2 separate regions of the Mus musculus genome follow, and region 2 is linked to region 1. Evidence: chromatin contacts called from public HiChIP or PLAC-seq data. All regions are on one chromosome and are shown on one strand. Each heading gives the region's core, a stretch centred on a gene start, on an enhancer-like site or on the middle of the called end of the contact. The rest is flanking DNA. Distances are from core to core; before and after follow the strand shown. Region 1 overlaps Myzap (myocardial zonula adherens protein). Region 2 holds the start of Myzap (myocardial zonula adherens protein).

What was found. HiChIP or PLAC-seq counts read pairs in DNA pulled down with a chosen protein or histone mark.
Region 2: a contact with region 1 is called in an H3K27ac HiChIP or PLAC-seq map of heart atrium, with 4 times the contacts expected there. The contact joins the promoter of Myzap here to the enhancer-like site in region 1. A contact is called at or near these places in 6 of 39 promoter capture datasets (HPC-7-derived erythroid cells, embryonic stem cells, epiblast stem cells and 3 more), 1 of 15 datasets of contacts at CTCF or cohesin (the NIH/3T3 cell line), 23 of 484 Hi-C or Micro-C datasets (the 63-12 cell line, CD4 T cells, the G1E-ER4 cell line and 15 more), 11 of 115 datasets of contacts at active chromatin or transcription factors (bone marrow-derived macrophages, a colorectal cancer cell line, craniofacial prominence and 6 more) and 2 of 9 other capture datasets (adipose tissue and liver).

The regions. Positions count from the first base shown.
Region 1 is chr9:71,545,006-71,549,603 of GRCm38.p6, reverse strand. It overlaps Myzap (myocardial zonula adherens protein), which reads left to right. Exons shown (of 13, transcript NM_001033208.4): 9 at 801-880; 10 at 2,830-2,935. Among named protein-coding and RNA genes, the nearest start is that of Myzap, 45 kb to the left of the region's middle. Within about 2 kb of position 1,788, at least 10 of the 459 cell types and tissues checked have an H3K27ac peak or open chromatin away from gene starts, as enhancers often do. A contact at or near this core is called in adipose tissue and heart atrium, where this site is marked.
Region 2 is chr9:71,590,257-71,594,854 of GRCm38.p6, reverse strand. Myzap (myocardial zonula adherens protein) reads left to right here and starts at 2,495. Exons shown (of 13, transcript NM_001033208.4): 1 at 2,495-2,665. The coding sequence starts at 2,591.

The sequences.
Region 1 (4,598 bases), core at 539-3,038:
ATTAAATGTTAATAAGTTAAATAAATGTTAAATTAAACTTAAATCTATACATACGCACACATTTATAGATTCAGCAAAGTGTATGAAGCATATAGCTTGACACACATATGTTTCTTATTGCTACTGAAGTAAATTGCCGAAAAGTAGCTTTCGGTTATGTGAATTTATTGTTTTCAGTTCTGGAGGTGAGAAGTCCCACTCTGGTGTCAGAGTTAGCCATGTAATGCTGTCTTAGCATCCCAACTTGAACTCTACTGCTTCCTCTAGCTTGATCCATGAGACCATGCAGATCATTAACCATGTTTTCACAGTTCCCCTTTCTGTGTGAGATGGTGTGTTTATGCGGGACTAGGTCCTGGACTTCTTTGTGTTGGGGGGACCATTGTGCTGGCCATTATGGCCAGCATCATATATGTCTTATAAGCAATTATTCCTGTGTAAACACACCTGGGTTGGTCCATAAGCCATTATCAGAATTTCAGAGCCTCTTTGCTAGATGTTTTTGAAAACAATAAGGACTCACAATGTCATGGGCCATTGATTTACGACATAGATTATCATTATTTAGAACTATAAGTTTTCATAAGACGTGTAATCCTGGGCTGGGGTTCATGTGGTTTGCCTAGAGTGTTTTTTTCCAGATCCATACATATGTCTATGCATTGGGCCCCTTTGAGTTCTGAGCTCTGACCTAGTGGATGTGTGAACAGGGAGTGTTGTACAGACTTGGAGAGCTGGGTGTGCCTGGTGTTCATCCTCTGCCTAGCTCCATCTGGATCCATTGATTATGTCTGTTTTAGGAACGGCATCAGCTCCAGCTCCAGCTCCTTGAGCATGAGACAGAAATGTCAGGGGAGATGGCAGATTCTGACAAGAACAGGTGAGGCAGGCTGGCCTTGGACTTCGAGCAACTCAGAGGTGGATATGCACACTGGTTGTGTGTGTGTGTGTGTGTGTGTGTGTGTGTGTGTGTGTGCATGCGCGTGTGCACTAGATGCACATGTGTGCATGTTCTTGCCCACAGAGGCCAGAGGAAGAAGTCTGGTGTCCTTCTCTTATCACTTTCTACCTCATTCTCTTGATCCAGGGTCTCTTGCTGAACCTGGAACAAGGCTGGTAGCAAACAAAGCCCAGTCATCTTTCTGTCTCCCCTCCCCCAACATCCACAGCTATGCCTAAGTTTTTACAATGGGTGTGCTGGGGATTTGAACTCATGCTTAGGTCTTCATGCTTGCCTAAGAAGACTTCTTACCCACTGGGCCTTCTCCTCAACCTAGTGTGCACTGTTTCTGATAACTCATTGACTCTTGTGCTTTCACTCATGTGGTCCTCACTTAGGACAAACCTATACATAAGAGTGGCATTGGCTGAGAGCACCCAATGTGGGCCCAGTTCCTTCAGGAGCTTGCAGCTGTGTCTCGATCGTGACTGTAGTTCAGCGGGACACATCAAATGACGGCCACAAGCACAGAAGTCCCATCTGCTTGTGCTCATAACCCTGAGTGCACAGGATGTACCTCGTTAATGAGATAACTCGTCAGCTGTGACCGATACCGTTTGTCCTGGAAACTAATTTTAAAATGTTGCTTGTTTCCATGCCTTGCATTGCCCTTTGGTCATGAGTGTGTGAGACCCTGGATGGAAATTACAGGAGTCATACTTGGCTTTTCTAGAAATCAAAAGGCAGAGAGGAAGGAAGGGAAGGCTGGGCTGATTGGAGCCCTTGGGCAAGTCACCTGACCCCCAAGGCTCTTGGCCTGTGGAGTGGAAACTTTCTAAATAAAGAATGGTTATGTTGATCAGATGCCCCTCCCTTTGATTCACGTTGTGAGGGAACTTTGACCTACTGCCTGCTATATAGTACATGCTGGGGGAAAAAAAAATCTGTTTTCCTCGATCTCAAATATTGATTGATTGATTGATTGGTTGATTGGTTGTGCAGGTATGTATATGTGTTACAGATGTTCCATGGCATGAGTGTGGAGGTCAGAAGACAACTTTTAGGAATTAATTCTTTCCTTTCAGCACATTGGGTCATGTGGGGAATCAGACTTAGATCACTGCTTGGCAGCAAGCACCCTTACCTGCTGAGCCATCTCACTGGCCTTGCTCCTATGACTTGAGGGTTTCCCAAGTTGTTGGGGTCCTCACTAGTTTCTACTTTGGTGCTAATGAGGGACCTGGTTATTGCTGGGAAATGGGACACAGCCACTGAACATTTCTTCCGGTGTTCTGCTCTCATGACACACAGATCATAGTCACCTGCCTACGTAGCCAAAGGCGTCATAGCTCCTTTGGTTAGCTTGAGCTGAGCAAAGACACAGAATAATGTCTCTCAAGAAAAAGCTCTCAGAAAAAGTTCTGGGGTGCAGGGTGGTGACACAGTGAAGGGCTCTCCGTGTATGCCTTGATGGCCCAGTCAATGACCAGCACAGCAGTGATGTGTGCAGGTCCTTCTGGATTCCACCCTTGATTTCAGGGGCTCCTTCTCCCTCCCCTTAATTAAGGTCACTGACTGCATGTTCCAGTCTGTATTAACCCCCAGGCAGAAAGCCTCTCGTGTTTCTCAGTGCAGAAAAGCCTTCTCATTCTGCCCTTGAAAAGGACAGATTTGTCATGACACAGAGTGAAGCTCGAGAGGGGCCCTGAAGGAAGGTGCTCTTTCTCAGGTGATAGCGATCCTGAGTTAATCCCTAGAGTCCACAGGAGAAGAGCGTGTGGCTTGAGTTTGAGTGTCGCTTCTGTGAAATGTTGTGGCGGTCTCTGCCGCCGTAGGGGGAGCGGCAGCAGCTGTCTGGAGTCAGGGCTCAGTGCTCTCTTCTTTCTTAGGTACCAGCAGCTGGAGGAGGCGTCGGCCAGCCTCCGGGAGCGGATCAGACACCTGGATGACATGGTGCACTGCCAGCAGAAGAAAGTCAAGCAGATGGTTGAGGAGGTAAGCTCTGGAGAAGCCTGGGGCCCAGGACAGCTTAGTGCTGTAGGAAAAGATACCACTTTAGCTCACACTCGACTTTGCCCAGGCCACTGTCACCGCAGCCCAAACTGTCGGGCATTTGTTATGTGCTGTGAGGACCAATGATTGTTCCCCTAGAAGGAGGGTTTTCTCTAGACCAAAGTGTTGGTCAAGTGCTGTTCATAATGCACACTGAGCATGGTGGCCTCGGGGGACAAAAGGTGACAGAAGGTGACCTCAGCCCAGGCTTCCCTCCAAACCTGCCCACATCTCTTGCACCAGCCGCTGTGCCTTTCTCTGGGTGCACCTGTCTCTTCTGCTCCTTTCATTCCTTTCCCATGATGCTCTGCCCCCCCTCCCACCCCGTCCTCTCCCTTCCGCTCATCTCTCACTTGTTTGTCCTCTGTCTCTTCTCTCTTCTACATCCTTCCTCTCCTTAGCTGTGTATAATAGGAAAAGGTACATATTTGGTCTGCTGGGAAGCTTGTTGTTCTGTTATTTTTTCTTAATGAGAAGCGAAGCAGGTAGGTTGGACATTTATGTACTTCTCTAAGAAGAGAGAGGATGACTTTGCTTGTTTCGGTGGGCTCTGCCTCCCTTTTTGGTGATGCTCAGTAGAAAATCCACATGTGGGGAAAATCCACAGCTGGTCACATGTCATTGTAGATGTTTCTTAGTTTCTTAATTAAAAAAATGGTAGATGAAAATCAGATAGAAAAATCTGAGAGAGAAAGGACAGCAGTAAAAGGGTTATGAACATCTAGGATCTAACTCTCTAGCTTGAAATAAAGTCCAGTGAATTAAGTTTGGTTGCCAGGAAAATAACTATTTTCCCTTATTTAACCACTACTTTAAAATGTGTCCATTTTGTGTATGGCTGTGTATGTGTGTGCTCATGTACATGCGTGTTCCATGTGTGTATGCATGTGTGTGGAGGCCTGGAGACAACCTTAGCCTCTTTGCCTCAGGTATCATCTACCATATATTTGGAAACAGGGTCTTTTACTGGCCTGAAGCTTGACAGTTAGGCCAGACTGGCTGGCCGGCAAGCCCCAGGGTCCTTATTTCTACCCTTCCTGGGAATGAGGTTGCAAGTGTGCACTGCCACACCTAGCCTGCACTGGCACACCTAGCCATCCTTTTTCATAGGTTCTGGGATTGAATTCTGCTTCTCATACTTGTAAGAAAAGCACATTACCAAGTGAGTGCCTCCTCAGCTCTGACTATTATTAAAGGAATCATTGATACTTAAAGTATATCTACTTTCAATAACTTATACACATGACAGATGAAATCAGAAGCCTGTCTACTTTGGCAGTAAATTCCTAAATGCCGGGGTGTTCCTGGAGTGGAGCAGGGGTAAGGCCGTGGAGCTATGAGTGGGGAAGAGACCCTTTGTTTCATTAGGTCTAGAATAAATGTTTACAGCAGACAAAGTCTTGTCTCCAAATGAGAAGTCCGGCCTCGATGTATTGAGTCTTGTGTGGCTTGCACACAAGGGAGTGGGACCACAGAAGCTGGGGAGGAGCCAGGCTGCATTCATGGGGAGCACCACCAGCAACTGTGATGGGCGAGATCCCATCACACCCCCATGAGCAGAAGTGTATTTGCCAAGAGAAGGCACACATCATCGCAGTGACCCTTG
Region 2 (4,598 bases), core at 1,246-3,745, 45 kb before region 1:
CCACCCACAGTGAGCTTGGCTCTCTCATATCACAATAACAAAATGCCCTATAAACTTGCATACAGACCAATATGATTGAAACATGTTTTTCAGTTGTGGTTGGTTCCCTTTTACCAGATGACTCTAGCTTATGTCAAGTTGACAAACAACTAACCAGCACAACACACAAACCGTAGATAAGCAAATCCCCCTTCTGTCCACTCGGAGCCTATCAGATATGCAAATCCCCTTTCTCCCTGTGCTGAGCCTATCAATCTTTGATGGTCTCTTGGGTGATTGCCGTGCTATAAATAAACATTACTGATGCCAGGGTGTTTTGACTGTGTCTGCAAAAACAGCCCATTGCCTATCTCCTTGGGGCAAAATAGCAAACCATCATTAACCATTAGTTTCTTTCCACTGAGGTAACCATGCAGACATCTATCTCTAACTCCTAGTGGCTTCTAACATCTACCTTTAGAAGATTGGTTTATTTTTTATTTTTTTATGTGTATGGATGTATTATCTGCATGTAGGTATGTGTACCACAGCAGACCTGGTGCCCACGGAGGCCAAAAGAGTGTGTCAGATCACCTGAAACTGAAGTTGCCAACCGACTATTGTTAGCCACCAGGTGGGTGCTGGGGACCAAGTCCTACAAGTACTCTTAACCACTGAGCTAGCCCTCCAGCCCCGACCACCGCCCTTTGATCAGTACTTATTGGAGGGTAGACTTAGAGTTTAGGCTTACAGATGTCAGGACTAGAAGCAGAGGCTGTGTGGAGGAGGACAGAGGGAAATCTCTCATGGATTCCTTGTTTTGAAGAAGCTATAGATGGGAATAGAGTGGAATCGATATGTATGGCTATTGACCCATTAACTCTGGCGTTAGTTTTGTCCTTTGCAAATCAAAGATGTTAACAGAATCTACCTGGTGGGGTTGTGTAGCCTGAGGAGGAAGTGCATACAGATCTAAGAGGACAGAGGCAGAGGGCTGGAAGATGGCTCAACATTAAGAAACCTTACTACTCTTGCTGAGAACTAGAGTTCAGCTCCCAGCACCCAAGGTGGGTGGTTAACAACTGAGCTAACTTCAGCTTCAAGGGATTGGACGCCTTTGGCCTCTGAGGATACCTGTACTCACCTGGGCAAACTCAAAATTAAAAATAAAAAGTAAATCTTAAAACACACACACACAGTGGTGATGAGGTTGGTAGAAAGCATCAGGAAGAGCTGGCAGAGAAGAGGCCCTGCGGCTTTCATGCAGACTTGCAGAAAACATGACTGTTGTCACCAAAGGGGCAAGTTTTGTGGGATCACGAGGAATTCTGATTGGTAACATTCTTTGACGTCTTTCCTGGTGGTGCAACCTTGGGATCACTCGTGTGCATGGGTACACACACATACACACACACACACACACACACACACACACAGAGAGAGAGAGAGAGAGAGAGAGAGAGAGGAGAGTGCACAGAAGTTAGGGAAACAAAGCTTCTAGGTTCAGGGGTGCCGTCGGGGTTCAGGTTAGGAGGTTGGTGAGAAGGCTGGGTTTTGCCTCGGCTTTGAAGGGTGAATGGAGATACTGTGTCCTCCCTCTCTTTCCCCCGAAGCACTTTGTCCTGATGTTAAAGGCCTAAGCACTCACACACCAGGTTCTTAGTGACTAGGCCCCAGCTCTCCTTAGCTTCTCTCCACCATCAGCTCCTGGCACTGTGACAGGATGCCTAAGAAGGAAGGGTCCCAGATCTGCCCTTGCCTTGCTTATCTCTGCTAGGGGGCAGCAGAGTGTTCCAGAAAGGCCCTAGGGGCTGACAGGGTAGGTCACCTCTTAGCTTGGCCACTTAACACCTGGTGGGGCTCCTCCTGCCTTACTCAACCCTTGATGAATCAGTGTCCTCACCTGCAAAATGGGGTGCAGGATAATGACACCTACCCCCAAAGCGTGGTTGTGAAGATTGATTGACGCAAAGGGTGGTCAGTCCTGCCAGGTGGACACACAGCAATCACTGAATGAATGTGGACAGCCTTGCAATTCTGGTCTTCAGCTTAGTCACTTCCTCTGGGAGCCTCTTTCTGGCTCCTGAGGACCTTTGGACAGTTGCACACTCCCAGCACACATACCTGTTTTCTACCACAGAAATGACAACTGTCTTCTCTCAGGGTCACCATTAGGGTGCAAATCTGTGAGGACAGGAGTCGGTCGTTCACTAGGAGGCACAAATAATAGGCACTCAGTAGTTACCGTGAAAAAAAGTGACAAAGACCAAGGGTCCCAGTAGTCCTTGGGGTTTGATGGAAAGCTCTGGGGTCGTGAGGCCAAAAGGACAGGGGATACAGAGACCAGACCCACAGTGTGTGCAGGAAGACTGGACAGGGAGATACAGAGAGGAGACGCTCAACTTTGGGGAGAGAATGCTGCTTGACTAGTCTGGCAGAATCCTAGCCCCGCCCCTCTCAGGCCCCTCCCAGGCCCCGCCTCCTGGGCTCCAGCCCTGCGGAAGCCGTAGCTTCTAGTGTCTGAGCCTCCCCCGCGTAGGGTGCGCCCCGCACGCTTATCCTGCCCCGGAGCAGCGCGGGCACCCAGCCCTTGCTCCACAGCCGCTGCGAGATGCTGCGCTCCACGTCCACTGTCACCCTGTTCTCAGGTGGCGGCGCCAAGTCGCCTGGAACGCCCAGTAGAAGGGTAAGTAGCTAGCTGGAGAAGGAGCTGCTGGGGATCTCTCGCACCCATCCCTGTCGCCCCATCTGTAGGGATGTGGGGAGAAGGATGCTTCTGGCTGTCGATACCTCAGTCTTGGCTCAAGTTTCCTGGCCAGTCCGGGACTCCACAGTGACCCTCCCTCTGGATGCTCCCGAGGCGGGAAGAGAGGGCTTAGGGGACTTTCTGGGATACCTAGAACTTACTTCTCCTTCGCGTCTCCACTGTCAAGCCAAGCTTAAATGTGGCATCAGTTTAAAAAAGGCAGGGGAGAGGTTTCTGAGGTCTCTGCCCTGAATATACTTGAAACGTGAACTTTTCTGCATCTCTTGGTTGGGAGCATCATCCATATGTCCATCCACCAGTGACAGACAGCCTCTGATCCAGGAGCCAGCTTTGCCAAGGTGGTTGCCTGTTTGCAGACCAGAGCTGAGCAGCTGACCACCTCGGAGTCTAGCTGTGCAGGACTCTAGTTTACGCAGGAACTTCTTTTTTTAAGCCCTGACCATCACCTCCAGGGAGATTTCCCTAAAGAAATGTGTTTAGCCACAGTCTTTGCTGAATCAGTTCTTACCTCCCAGATGCTCCTGAAAGAATGGCCAGGCTTGTCAGGTTGACATTCTATGCCCCTTCGAAGATCAGGGCCTCAGAGAAGTCTGCTAGGAGCTTGGCTTGTAGCTTTCTGAGTCTTCTGGTATCACGTTATTAAATACCTACCTCTTCACTAATCACGTATCTCCACCGTTCATTCTAACAGGTTAAATCCCACTCCAAAAGCCCCTTCCCAAGTCCGGTTAGTTTGATTTGACCTTTAGTGTTTATCTTTTCTCCATTTATAGACGAAAGGCATGTGTTGCTTTTGGGTGAGGGCCAAGTGGTGGTGGTGGTGGTGGTGGTGTGTGTGTGTGTGTATTTATGTTTGTGTGTATATGTTAGACACCTAAGGCTCATAGAACTCTGGTTGCTTGGTCATTAACTTAATAAAGTGGCTTCCCATTTGGTTAGTGAGTTTCCAACCATGGGCTTACCCTATTGCAAGATGGGCATTTGACTCTTTCCCATGGAAGGCTTTGTTTAATCAGAACAAAATTTAGGTTGACAAAGAATAAAATCATTACAAAGTTAGCCCTGAGCTGTGTGCAGCAGCCCCTACCCACAGGGAGACTCTGATTTAGGTTGATGCTGGGATCCTGTGAGTGAATTAGGTATAGCCAGTAGACTCAGTAGCATCTTTGAGATTTTTCTCTTGAATGATGTCTGGACATACTGGAATGCTTTGTCTTTTGGCTAAGACTGCATCGAAACTTTGGTCTGAAGAACTCAGGCTTCCGAATTCAGACTATGTAGGACTGATTGGAACATTCTAGAACTTCTGTGGACAAAATCTTTTTAAAGGCTCCTGTGTGTGTGTGTGTGTGTGTGTGTGTGTGTGTGTGTGTGTTGATTGACTAACTGACTCACTGAATATTTATAGATCTATTTCTGTGTGCCCCAGGGCTGGGCACTCAGTTCCATTCTGCTCTTGGAGGCAGATATTATCACAAATGAGTTTGTAGAGCGAGCAGAGTATTTCCAGGGTTCAGTGACCCTAAAAGAAAGGTTCTTTCTGAGGTGTGTAGGGCAAGCCTCTCCCTGCAGGTGAACTGCTACTTAGTCTCCCAGCAGGGTCAGGAGTTACAAAGGCAATCGACAAGGTAAAAAGAGAACTATCATTTATCTCAGTGGATACTTGACATAGGCTGTATGACGATGTGTGTCAGACTTGCTTTGGGACAAAACACTAAGAGTTTTTAAGATAATTAAAAAAAACTTTTGAAGCACAAGAAAATATATACAGTAAATACATAGCCATGAAAACTGTTTCTGAAATTGAAAAATTTTCAAGAAATCCGGCCTTCTCTCACTCCCTCTGTGATGC